Regions from separate parts of the Neogale vison genome. Here region 2 is linked to region 1. Evidence: chromatin contacts called from public Hi-C data. All regions are on one chromosome and are shown on one strand. Each heading gives the region's core, a stretch centred on a gene start, on an enhancer-like site or on the middle of the called end of the contact. The rest is flanking DNA. Distances are from core to core; before and after follow the strand shown. Region 1 holds the start of DUSP16 (dual specificity protein phosphatase 16). Region 2 holds the start of CDKN1B (cyclin-dependent kinase inhibitor 1B).

Region 1 (6,204 bases), core at 503-3,002:
TAAGAGCGGAGTATTTACTTATAATCTTTTAAAGCAGAAGTGGCAGCCAGAGCAGTGGGTAAATAAAAACTTCAGAGAGTTTTAAAAACCCTGCATCTTAACTCACTTCCCCTTGCTTCAAGGGGACAGCACAGCAAACCGCACGGGCAAATGAGATTATGCAACAGGTTTTTCTCCTCTACTTAATTCACCACGGGCTGGTTAGAGGTGTGCTTTCTCCAAACAGTTGGAAACACCAGGACCCTAGAATCTTTGCAGCGGGCGTTTAACAAACTCCTTTAGGATTTTGCAGTATCCATTCATTTTCAGATCTACTCGTATTTTCTCGAGTTCATCACCGGAGTTTTGTTTGTTTGGGGAAATTAACCCATTATCTGAAAGCTTCAATTCTGCATAAATATTTTCCTCCCTGGTGTTTTATTACACGAAACCACACATGATAAACAGATCCTCAGCTGCCCCCTTGGGCTTTTTTATTTCTCACGTTTTACCGCTAGTGTAAATAAATAAGTCACAGGAGCGCTGGGCCCCCCAACACCGTGACTCGGGCCCCAGCAGGAAAACTGAGTTTTTGGTTGGTCGCTAGGGTTTAAGAACGCAGCACCGTCACCACCCAGGTGGCCTCGCTGCTTACACCAAAGGCGAATTTGGGATAATGGGAACAGTCAGGCCGGGGCCCCACTTGGCAGGCGTGTTGTGTAACAGTCGCCCCTGGAAGTGAGCAGCTTCGCCCGCGAAGGTACCGCGTCCCACGGCGGCGGCTCCTTGCAGCGGGATCCGCCGGCCCAGCCCGCTCTCCGCGGCGCGGCCGGGGGCGCACCGACCGAGACCCCGCGTCCGGCCGCCCGCCCCCTTCCCGCTCGGCCCGGCCCCCTACAAGGCCTACACTCCCCCCCCCCAAAAAAACGCCCGTGCGGCCCCGAGCCGCGGTCGCCCCCACCCCGCCTCCCGGAAAGGTGGCCCGGACGCCCGGGAAGGCAGAGCCGGCGGGGCGAGAGCGCAGTGCCGGGCAGCGGGAGTCCAAGCGCGCGGCGGAGCGTCCATGCTGCCGGCGCGGGCGGGCGTCCCGAGCCCCGCACCCTCTCGTCCGCACGGTCCGCGCGGCCGGCCGGAGGCCACTTACTTTTGGGGCCGCCGACCTCCCGACTCCCTCCGGGGGAAATGAAAGTTGTCACGGCGTCTCCCCTCGGGCCCCCCTCGCCTGCCCGGCTTGCGAGGCGCCGCCGCGGAGCCGGGAGGGCGGCTGCGCTCCCGCTCGCGTCCGTCCCGTCGCGCTCTCCTCCTCCTCTTCTTTTCACTATATTATCTTCTCCTTCTCTGAGGTGGGTGGGGGCGGGAAGCTTAGAAAGAGAGGAGACGTTTGCAACTTTTCTTCACTCTTTCTCTTCCACCCCCCCCCCACCGTCAGCCTTGAAAAAACAATGTTGAAAGGGGTGAAGAACTTGGGGAGGTGAAGGTGGGGGGCCGCGTGGGGAAAGCGGAGGGGGGGAGGGAGAAGTGATAATAATCGTTTAAAAACTGATTAAAGCCCCCCAAACAGTGATACACAGACAAGAGGGGGAAAGGCGGGGGGGTGGGGTGGGGGGTTGGGGGGAAAGAGAAAGAGTCGCTGGTCAGGAAACTTCAAGCGCGGATGAGGTCATTGGTTTAAAAATAAAGAGATGGCGTCACTTGAAACCAATCCCAGTGAATGAACTCAGCGGAGCCCCGGGGAAAGGAGGAGACAGGCGAGGGCAGGGCGGTGGGCGCCGGGCGGGGCCGCGCGCCCGCCCGCCCATCCCGCGGCCGCCCGGGTCCGCAGCGCGGCTCGGCGCCTTGGCTTCGGCCGCGCGGGGAGGGGTCGGGTCACGTTCCGTTCCGGAGTTCGGCGACTCGCAGGCAGGTTCCGCAGGCGCCGCTGGGAGGAGCCGGGGCTGCCCGAGGAGGCGGCCCCGCGGCCTCCTCCTTCTGCGCCCGCGCGCACACCAGCCTCGACCCCCGGCCCGAGTCTGCGTCCCAACAGGTATTTCAGGGTGCGCCCCCACCCCGGCCCACCCCGGACCGAGACGCGGAGCCTTTTCCCCCTGGCTGCGCTCTTTCCAGCTGCCTCACCCGCGTGAATAAATGCAAACAATGATTTGAGAGAATTGCATGCACTCCCTGTAAAGTCCGATGAATCCCAAAGGGAGGTCACTGCCGTCCTTGTGAAAGGGACGTTGCAGGTACTTCAAGAAAAATCACTAGTGTTGTTAGGCACTCAGTGATCTACACGTGTTTGACGTTGAAAGACCCCACACGACTGTTCCTAACTTTCATTATTTTACTTTGTCGATGTTTACTTATTTACGTTCACAAATTCAATGAGTACGAGCGGCATGAAATTCCCTTCTAAAATGATTTCTACACCGGGCAGCACAGAATCGTTTTTAAATCAGACCAGAGATTCTCTGCCTCTTGAGAGGTGCAAACCCCTATTGCTTGAGTCCTACGCGTTCGTGCATTTTCTGTGTGGATTAATCAAAATAGCTGTTTTGCAGATTGTATTACACTCTTTGGAAAATGAGAGACCTGAGGTGGTGACAAACCAGGACTTGGAATCCGTGAATAGGACAATCGGAGCTTTATTCTAGTGTTCTTTGAGCATTTGAGCATGAAGCTGCTTCTACTGAGAAGTACTCACGTGAATATCACATAACAAAGATGTGATTAACGACGGAAAAGCACACTGCGAGTGGACTGCTTCATGGGCCAGAATTTATGTGTAGGAATAATCTAACTCCTAAAATACTCCATTTGCAATGCCCTGGTTGGGACATCAGTCCCGAAAGGCATCTTTGTTGTGAATGTCCATTTGGACACTGCCTGGGGGACTTTTTTTTTTTTTTTTTAACTGGCCAAAGAACTGAGAGTCAGGTTTGGGGTAGGTTAGAAAGATAAAACATCTCTCTATTCCTTTTCTGCCTTTAAATCCTGCAAATATAGTGCATTGGTTCCTACTGATAATCACTTAAGGTTAGTATTGAGGTAAGCCTCATCTTTCAGAGGAGGAAAAAGAGCCCATCTGGAGATGAGAGACTGATGAGCCCAAGTGGGGCAGTAAATTAAGCCTGAAGGCCACAGATGCAGAGTCCACCTTCTGCTTCTGCCTTTGACCTCTAAGACTTGGGCTGGGAGGAAGCAATCTCTCCCAGGGCTCCCCGTCCTCTGGTGGCCAGGAGACGTTACTGCAGCCTTATTGGGACTACCTGTGCTCCTCAAGTAAATCTCCAAAAATCTACTAATCATAGACATGCTGTTTTTAGAACATTTTGAAAGGGATAGTTCAAAATGATCTGCAACTCATGTCTGCTTAGTTGGAGGAGTTGGAATGTGGGGGAAGGAAGGAAAAGAGAGAATCCTTGTCCTACAGGTGAAGAGTACAGATCTTGCCTGGATGAAAGACTGCGCAAGAATGTATGGAATACCCTTTACGTACTGCACATCCTGAAACTTCTCTCACCTTCTTTATGTGTTTTTCATGCATGTGGTACCATGATAGCTAGTAATGGGAGCCTCCCCAGTATATAGCATCCAGTAAGGGAAGTGGGATGTAGATTAAAACTAATTAAAAACTAAATTAGTAATTGAGGGGCACACAGTATTGATTAAAAGAGTCCAGCAGGAAAAAAGGAGCAGTGTAGGCTGGGATTGTCAGGGAAGGCATCTTCAGAGGAACTTTGACCTCATCCTTTAAGGATTATTAAGATTAGTTTGGGTTAAAAGGGCTCAATGGGAGGTCTATTCTAGAGGGGAAATGGCATGAACAAAGACACGGAGGTAGAATGAATGAGGTGTATTCAGGTGAGTGAGGAGAAGACCCTTCAACAGCAGTAGAGATTGGTGTGTAGCAATTAAGAACTAGGCTAAAATTAAGAGATTCAGAGGCACATTATAAGGTTCTTGAATGTTAGGATAAATAGCTGGTTATTAGTCCAACAGGCTAATGTTGAACAAGTTTACTTCGTTAAAGAGCACATTTCTGTTCTACTACAAAAGCTTCCATATATGCTAACAACAAACAGGTGGAAACAAATTAAAAACTAAGTGTCACTTAAAATTGCTCCAAAGAAGATGAAATCTCTGGGTATAACTCTAACAAACCATGACTGGGATCTGTATGCTGAAAAATATAAAATGCTGGTGAAGTTAAAGAAGGCCTAATTAATTGGAGCCACTCACTATATTCATGGACTGGAAGAACCCGTAAAATAAGTATTGTTCTTCCCACATTGATCTATAGATGTACTTTTTTATTTAAATTCAATTAGCCAACATATAGAACATCATTAGTTTCAGATGTAGAGGTCAGTGATTCATCAGTTGCATGTAACACTCAGTGCTCATCACATCATGGGTCCTCCCTAATGCCCATCACACAGTTACCCCATCCCCCTACCCACCTCCACTCCAGCAGCCCTCAATAACTTTCCCATAGTTAAGAATCTCATCATTTGTCTCCCTCTCTGATTAATTCCCATCGTGTTTTTTCCCTCCCTCTCCAATTGATCTACAGATTTAGAACACAGTTCCTATCAAAATCCTAGCATGGTTTTTTACAGGCAGAGACCATATGAACCTAAAATTGCTTCTGGCCCATTTAAAGGGGTGAGTGAGTGCTAGATTCCCCAAAGGCAGATAAAGAGCTCATATACTTAGGACACCAGCAAAGCAGGGGCTCCGTGGCTTATAATCAGACAATGTAGAAAGGAGCCATTTTCATTTCAGTACATGTTAAGTGTGCAGTTCAGTCTTGTTTTCAGTCAGAGTTCAATATGGGAGAGGAGTGCCTTAATCTTTCACACTTAGACCCTGATAAGTTTTTAATCCACCCGTGGCTGAAGCTCATTCATTCAGCTATTAGTTATTGAGTGCCTACTATCAGCATGTGCCAGGCACTGTGCCTGGCTCTAGGAGTTCAGTTATAAACAAGAAAAGCAAGGACCCTTCCCTCATGGAACATTCTAGTGGGGAGAGAAGGCAATAAGCAAATAAAAACAAAATCCAGGACTGTGAGAAAACTGACTATGTGGGAAGAAAGTTGGACAATGTGATACCAAATCATCGAGGGTAGGGGCCAAGGTGGCTGAGGGAGGCATTCATAAGGAAAGGACATTTGAACTCATCCTTAAGGATGGCAAACAGAGAAGTGGTCTGGGTAGAAGAAAGCAGTCATTCTGAAACTTCAGTAGAAGCGGAGTGACTTGAAGGGAGTTGGTGTGTTTCCAGAGCAGAAGAAAGGCCTGTGGGGCTCAAAAGTGTAAAAGGAGGTCAGGGAAGAGCCAGACGTTGTAGGACCTTGAAATGCATGGCAAGCAGTTCGCATTCTAGCCTAAAAGATGTAAGCCAGTTAGTACATGAGTGGATTTATGAAGAGGGTATTTGCAAGTAATCAAAATAGTTCAGTTTTAAAAGGAGAGTTTCAATAGTATTCTATAAATATTTATTTAATCTGGCAGCTCCCTTTTCCAATAGGAAGGAAGCATTTTTGATCATTTAATTCATCTCCAGGGATCCCTTTAATGTCCCCCAAATCAAATGTTCTTGCCCTAGGATTCATGTATTCCTAGGAAGTATATGGATGGACTTCCAAGGATCTAGGAGGCCCCCAAAATTTTGTGCATAAATCCTTAAGTGGGTTTTTCTGTGAATAGGTCCCTAGCTTTCAACAGATTTTCAAAGGACTGCCACACACACACACACACACACACACACACACACCAAATAAGACCTACTTCACATTTAAGTCTTGGCTGTGGCTTTTGGATGGTAGTGGCTGCTATTGTTCCTGGGGCTCATGGCACTATAGAAATGAATCACAGTTCTGTTAAGCAGCAAGTTTTGCCTCAAAAAGATGGCACTATATTGGAAAAGAGCACTATTTGTGGTAGAGTCAAAGGGAATATTCCAAGAATTTGCCTTCAAAGAAACCTCATGAAAGAAATATTTTATCTATGTGATCTGAGAACTAGAAGATACCTAAGATAGTACCATCCCACTCATGTTACATATAAGAAAGCAAAGGTCCAGAGAGGTGAAGTGGCTTGCCCAAGGATGCCCAGCTATTCAGGGACTAAACTGGGATTAGTAACAGGTCTTCCAACCCTCAGGACAAAACTCTGTGCTCCTCATTTTAAAAAGACAAAAACACTGGGCGCCTGGGTGGCTCAGTGGGTTAAGCCACTGCCT
Region 2 (6,692 bases), core at 4,107-6,606, 130 kb after region 1:
GCCCATGGGAAGGGGGAAAGAGAGAGGCAGAAGCAGGAAGCTGATGTGACAGGTTTTATGCGCTGGACTTGGGAGACCACATACCACTTTTCCTTACATTCTGTGGAAAATACCCGATCATAAGTCCATATCTATCTGCGCACTGGGAAATTTAGTGTGGCTGGGCAACTGTAAGCCCAGTTATAATTCTGAGACAAAGGGACAAAGCAAGAATGGATCTGGGGGGACAGCTAGCAATCTGTTACCTCCTCCCTCCGTGTGACTGCTCTTCGTTAATGCATGACTCTGAAATACCTAAGTGTGAGTCCTTCAAGTCAGCCTTCATATCTCTGTCTTTCCCCAATCCCCTTTGCTCTTCAAATTACCTAAGCAATCCTACGTTTGTTCTGAGCTTTTCATTCCTTCCTCCCCAGCACTGCTTCATGCTCTTGTAGCCCTTGCTTGAGCCTCTGAAGTTACCTGAATGGTCTCCCTGAGTCAGCCTCTTCAGGCTCATACCCATCTATTGTCAGATGCCACTTCCTACCACAAAGATCTGGTTGTCCAAGACAGTTTGGGCTGCTTAGCAGTTAGCCTCTCCTACAGTGAGGCCATAATCACCACATACAAAGCATCTGAGCTATGCCTTTGTTGCTCAGGTGATTGTGCCAGATTGCCTCCAAACCTCTGTTCCCAATCCTCTCATCCTGGTCTCGTGACCCATGCTTCTACCCTCTTGCCTCGTAACCCTCAGCTTCCTTTGGATTAACACCGTGATGGGACTGTCTACCTAGCTTTCCACTTAGCTCTGTCCCTGGACACTGTCTCTCAAAGTCCAGGCTTCCCCTTGTTCAAGAGGCAAACCTGGACAGTGATCACGTTATTCACGTCACCAAAAGCTCCATGAGTTCCCATTGCTTACTGAGTAAAAATGGGGTTTTTGTTTGTTTGTTTGTTTTTTAGTATACAATCCATGGACTGCCAACTGTCTGATCCCATCCCCCAATTACCACTCCTATCAATACATCCTGATAATCTTGATATTTTTCTCCTTCTTCAAGATCTGAAGACATACTCATATATCACTTCCTTGAAGGCTTCTTCCTCCTCCCTCCTTTGGAGTTCATCTTTGTAACCTGTTCTTGCAGGTGCCGCTTTCTACCTCTGCAATTTTTTGTGCACATGGTGGCCTCCCACACACCCGATGTATACTTCCTAAAGGCAGGGGTTTTTAAGCCCCATTCTGCTGAGAACAGCTCTGTGGGGAATACCTCACATATGGTAAGAGCACATCATTCAGCTGCTTAAAACCTCCTAATGTCCCAGTGGCTTCCCATATCACTCAGTCCACGATAAAAACTCCATAGAGTCAGGGCACCTGGGTGGCTCCGTCGGTTAAGCCTCTGTCTTCCGCTCAGGTCATGGTCCCAGAGTCCTGGGATAGAGCCCCACCTCACGCTCTCTGCTCAGCAGGAAGCCTGCTTCTCCCTCACCTTGTTGCTCCCCCAGCTTTTACCCCACCCCCCCCCAGCCGTGTCAAATAAATAAAAAACAAAAACCATACAAAAACAAACAACAACAACAAAAACAAAACACAAAAAACCTCCACAGAGGCCTAGATGGTCTTGTGTGGTCTGAGTTCCTGCTACCACTCTTCTGGCTATTCCTGGAACACATCATACAAGATCTCACTTCAGAGGGTTTGCATTTGCTGTTCCCTTTATTGGGACACCCTTTCCCCAGCTATCCACACAGCTTGATTTCTCAAGTCCTCAGGGTTTCTCCCCAGGGCCACTTCCTCAGTGAGGCCTTTCCCGGCCACTCTGGTCCCTTTAGGACCTCACGGCCCTCTCTTTGCTTGCCCCTGCTCATTCTTTCTCTAGAGCACGTATCACTTCCTTACATAGTCTATCTTTCCCTCCTGTATTTTTGTGTTTATTTTTGTCTCCCCTCTTCCTAGAACGTAAGTTTCATCCTCCTCTAAATCTGTTTACTGCTCTATCTGCAGCGCCTAGGATAATGCCTGATATATCCAAGGCGGTCCTTAAATATTTGTCGAAAGAGAAAAAGAATAAGCAAATTAGTAGAAGGTGCCTAATAAATATTTGTTCCACTGAATGAAAATGTCAGAAACAGTGGACTGTGAAATTTTCTCAAACTCTGAAGGTATGTGGGTTTCGGAGAACAGCGAAATTGAGCAAAAGCTGCCTCATTATAAACATCCTTGAGGAAGGATTAAAATTGGGTTACTTGTGGTGGGAGGGGCTGCTGGGCCAGGAAACTAGTACCTTCTCAGAAACACGGGGGAGGAGGGTGCTGCAGGCCTTCCCCTCACTGAGAGGACCGCATCTGGGAGGCGGGCTCGCCCTACCTCCGCATTTGGACACTTGACCACCACACAGGTGTCTGAAGTTATTTTGGGGTCTGCCTCTCGGTGTGTGAAGGACACGGAAATCTGGGCTGGCCTACATGACACTGCTCCGTTCTAAGGAGAAAACTATCCGGAGTGAAAACGACTTGCAAAAACCCCGCTCAGGACGAGATTCTGGGTCCTGGGGAAGCAGAGCCCATTTTAGAGCAGTGCGAGTGGAACTTTCTGCATTCTACCCAAGCTCCGCCTTCGTGCTGTTTTTCTGAGCGTTTCGCCGCGGCTTACTCTGTCGCCCCCGAACGCTTTCCGCAAGAGGATGGCGCTCGGATGTCCACATTCCCTCTTCCCCTGCAGACTCTGTAGTATTTTTTTTTTTTTTTCCACGCTTCGTCGCTACTACAGCAGACGCCTGCCTTCTCATTATTTACCCGCACCGATCTCCGGTGCCTGGACTGTAAACAAAACACTTTAGATCATGGCAAGGTCTGTGTAAGCACAGCCTTTCTGCAGGCGGCCCGTTGTCTTAAGGTGGCGTGACTGTGACTCGTTTACTTTTCAGGATTAACAAAGCCACAAAATGGTGCTCCTACATATTACTGAAGAAAGATTCAGGGTGCGTAGGGGGTGGAAATGCTGATTTTTTACTCTTATGGAAGATATTAATTCCATTAATAAAATCCAACTCTTGCGGTATGTTGGAATGGAATGGAATACCTCCATTTACATATATGTGGTACTTTATTCCTACATGTGAATTTATGCTTATATATATTATAGAATTCCTGTGTAGGCTAGCAATTAGGTAAAAATGTCAACAATGACCTACTTTCAGGAATAGGGTATAAATTATGATATCGAGGCCTACCCTAATTTTCTCATCTTTCTCCCCCCTTTTCCAGCCCAGTAAATTAAGTAGTGCATTCGACGTGGAAAAATAGAGACAAGACCTCTCACTCAGGCTCTCACAGGATCAGACAAATATTTTGTTAAGCAGGTAGGAAGTCCTGACTTTGAAACAAGTTGGGGACACTGCCTCTCTTCTCTCACTGCTTTCTGGGTATCACCCTTGTCCTTTTGGAATCTGCATTTTAGTTGAACTAGTGCATAGTGATGGGAAAAGCCAGTGACAGCTGCATATAAATATCAGTGACCACAGGCCACATCAAGGAAACATCTGCAGGCAGCCCAGGGAATGAGCGGGAGCCATTTTGAATCACTTGTAAGAGAGGAGGACCTGCAGGCTACATACAGCCCAGGCGAATGCAGACAAAACCTGAACCTTTAGGGAGGAAAGAAAGAGAAAATGAACCAGCCTGAGAGGAGACCTGCCTCTAGCCCCCGGTCTGCTATCAACTGGCTAGGCATCCCTGGACAGGAAACCTCTTCTGCTGTCAGTTTCCTCAGTGGTATAAAAGAGAGGGTTGAGCCCCAGTGTTGCCTGCTCTGACATTCTGGAGTGCTGAGATGAGCGAGGCAGGCCCCCACACAAGTGGAACACACAAACAATATGTGGTTAAGAAAACAAGTTAAAAATCAAACTCACCTGTGGCATAGGTACATTAAGAAAACATTGGTGCTGTGTACGATTACAACTGAGGGAGATTAGTTTCCAGTAAAATGTACTCTGTCCCAAACCAAGATTGTATGTATGGGGATGCCGTGGGGTGGAGGGAGACAGCAGAAGAGCCTTTGAGCTCGGCCTCGGATAGGACAGCCCCTCCTCCGCCTACCGTTTTAAGTCCCACCACCCTGCGCAGGATCCTTCTGGTAGGTAATTTCTAGCTGCAAAGGGGAGCCGAGAAACGCCCAAGTAATAATATCAGACGTGAGGATATGGTTGTGGTAGGTTTTATGAATCATTTCATAATCTGGACTTTCAGATTACTTTCACCCTTCAACGATTTGTAGCCGTCTGTCTAAAGGCATTCCCTTGCATCTAAATTCTGTTCTGGGAAGGCAGGAGCAGTCAATCTGGTGGGAGAAAAAAGTGGAGGAAGGAAGGGGCTGTTGTATTTGGCGGCGGACTCAGGTAGAGGAAACTGCTACAACCCCAGGAAAGAATCGAAAAATGAAGAGGAGACGGAGTTCCCACACGCAGCCCCTGTCAATGGCTTTAACTGTGCTCGGGAAGCCAGAAGCTGCGTCAGGGGTGTAACCTCGCTTTTGAAACCGAAGTGTATCTGAGACAGCTACCAAGTTCATTAGGGACTTGGGAGACCAGCGGACTTCTTGATCTTGAAACCCTTACTTTTATTGAGGGAGACCTTGGGTTCAGAATACATTAAAAGTGCTGCGTCCACGTTCGCCTCGGCTTCTTCCCCAAACCCCCCGTTTCCCTAGAAGAGCAGAGACTTCTAGGTTCAGAGTGAGCTAACCAGGGCTCACCCCCAGCTGAGGCACCCAGGCGGGGGGGCTCCTAGCCCCTCGGAGCAGGCTACCCTGCCTCCCAGCACTGCCAGAGGTGAGGGCCCACCGGCGAGAGCCCAGCTTGGGGGGCAGAGCTTCCACAGCCTGCGTCCGCCCTCAACGGCCCGCACCCCCCAGGCTCGGCGACCGCGGGGAAAACAGGATCGCCACCAAGGCGTAAACCGACCGCCAACCACCTTGGAGATCACGGGATCCTGCCCCTCCGTCCCCCACCCCCCGGCGAGCAGCGGGCGCGCCAGGCAGCGCCGCGCGGGGACCTGAACCCGAGGCCCCGCCGCCCCCGCCCCTCCTGCCCCTCCTGCCCCTCCCCGGCTTCCCGGCCGTTTGGCGAGTTTGTTTGTCTCGTTTTTAATTTCTCCGAGGCCAGCCGGAGCAGGTTTGCTGGCAGCGGCACACCTCCGGCAGTCACGCGACCAGCCAATCTCCGGGCGGCGCTGTCGGCGGCTGCGCGCGCGGGCGGGCGGGGAGGCGGCGCGGCCGCGCGGGGCCACCTTAAGGCCTCGCTCGCCAGCCTCGGCGGGGCGGCTCCCGGCGCCGCAACCAATGGATCTCCTCCTCTGTTTAAATAGACTTGCGGTGTCAATCATTTTCTTCTTCGTCAGCCTCCCTTCCACCGCCATATTGGGCAACTAAAAAAAGGGGGCTCGTCTTTTCGGGGTGTTTTTCTCCCCCTCCCCTGTCCCCACTGCCTCGCCGCTCCGCGACTCAGACGCCGGCAAGGTTTGGAGAGCCGCTCGGTTGGCGGGACCCGCGGGCTCGCTGCCGCCCGGGCTTGGACGGGCTTTGCCACCCCCTCCTCTCTCCACTCCCCTCCCCTCCCCGCCCTCGAGCTCGCCGGTACACTTGATCGGCGGCGGCTCTCGGCTGCCTGGCCGGGGCTTCCCCTCCCCCTCCAGCAGAGCCAGCGCGCCCCTGACGCTCGGGCAGTTACTTGTCGGTGTTTGTTTCTCTTGGCTCCGAGCGCGGTCGCAGGGCTTATAAGAGGGGTGCGGGCTGGGTCGGGGCGTTTTGTTTTGTTCAGTTTTGTTCTGCGAGCGCGCGCGCGAGGCGGTCGTGAAGACCCGGGAGGAAGATGTCAAACGTGCGGGTGTCTAACGGGAGCCCGAGCCTGGAGCGGATGGACGCCAGACAGGCGGAGTACCCCAAGCCCTCCGCCTGCAGAAACCTCTTCGGCCCGGTCAACCACGAAGAGCTGACCCGGGACTTGGAGAAGCACCGCAGAGACATGGAAGAGGCAAGCCAGCGCAAGTGGAATTTTGATTTCCAGAATCACAAGCCCCTGGAGGGCAAATACGAGTGGCAGGAGGTGGAGAAGGGCAGCTTGCCCGAGTTCTACTACAGACCCCCGCGGCCACCCAAAGGCGCCTGCAAGGTGCCGGCGCAGGAGAGCCAGGACGTCAGCGGGACCCGCCAGGCGGTGCCTTTAATGGGGTCTCAGGCAAACTCAGAGGACACACACTTGGTAGACCAAAAGACTGACACGGCGGACAACCAGGCTGGCTTAGCGGAGCAGTGCACTGGGATCAGGAAGCGACCGGCCACAGACGGTAATGACCCTTCCCCAAACCGAACATGTCCGTCTGTCTGTCCGGCCGGGGCACCAGTTTGACCTGCTTGAGGGTCTTCACCTCCGCTTTTTTTCCCCCAGAGCATTCCGATTTAGCTTTCGGGGAGCGAACTGCCCTAATCTTAGGTTTTTATTAAATGCAGTCCGGCTGACCGCTTGTCTGGTGATGGTTTTTAAGTCAGGAGCCCCGGGGGGTAGTATCTGACCATTTCTCTAACCGAAAACATCGCAGTGCCTTCCCGCTAGCCAGCGGTAGGTCTGTGACTATGCAGGGATGTTTATCAGCGGCCTCCCTCTAGGCAATGGAGAGAGAGCTTTGGGGCGTAGAATACACTTTCTGTTATGTGA

What was found. Hi-C and Micro-C count contacts between places; a contact is called where the count stands out from the background.
Region 2: a contact with region 1 is called in a Hi-C map of muscle, with 5 times the contacts expected there. The contact joins the promoter of CDKN1B here to the promoter of DUSP16 in region 1. A contact is called at or near these places in 2 of 3 Hi-C or Micro-C datasets (fibroblasts and muscle).

The regions. Positions count from the first base shown.
Region 1 is chr12:56,164,880-56,171,083 of ASM_NN_V1, forward strand. It overlaps DUSP16 (dual specificity protein phosphatase 16), which reads right to left and starts at 1,753. Exons shown (of 8, transcript XM_044228637.1): 1 at 1,124-1,753.
Region 2 is chr12:56,290,934-56,297,625 of ASM_NN_V1, forward strand. CDKN1B (cyclin-dependent kinase inhibitor 1B) reads left to right here and starts at 5,357. Exons shown (of 3, transcript XM_044227568.1): 1 at 5,357-6,324. The coding sequence starts at 5,850.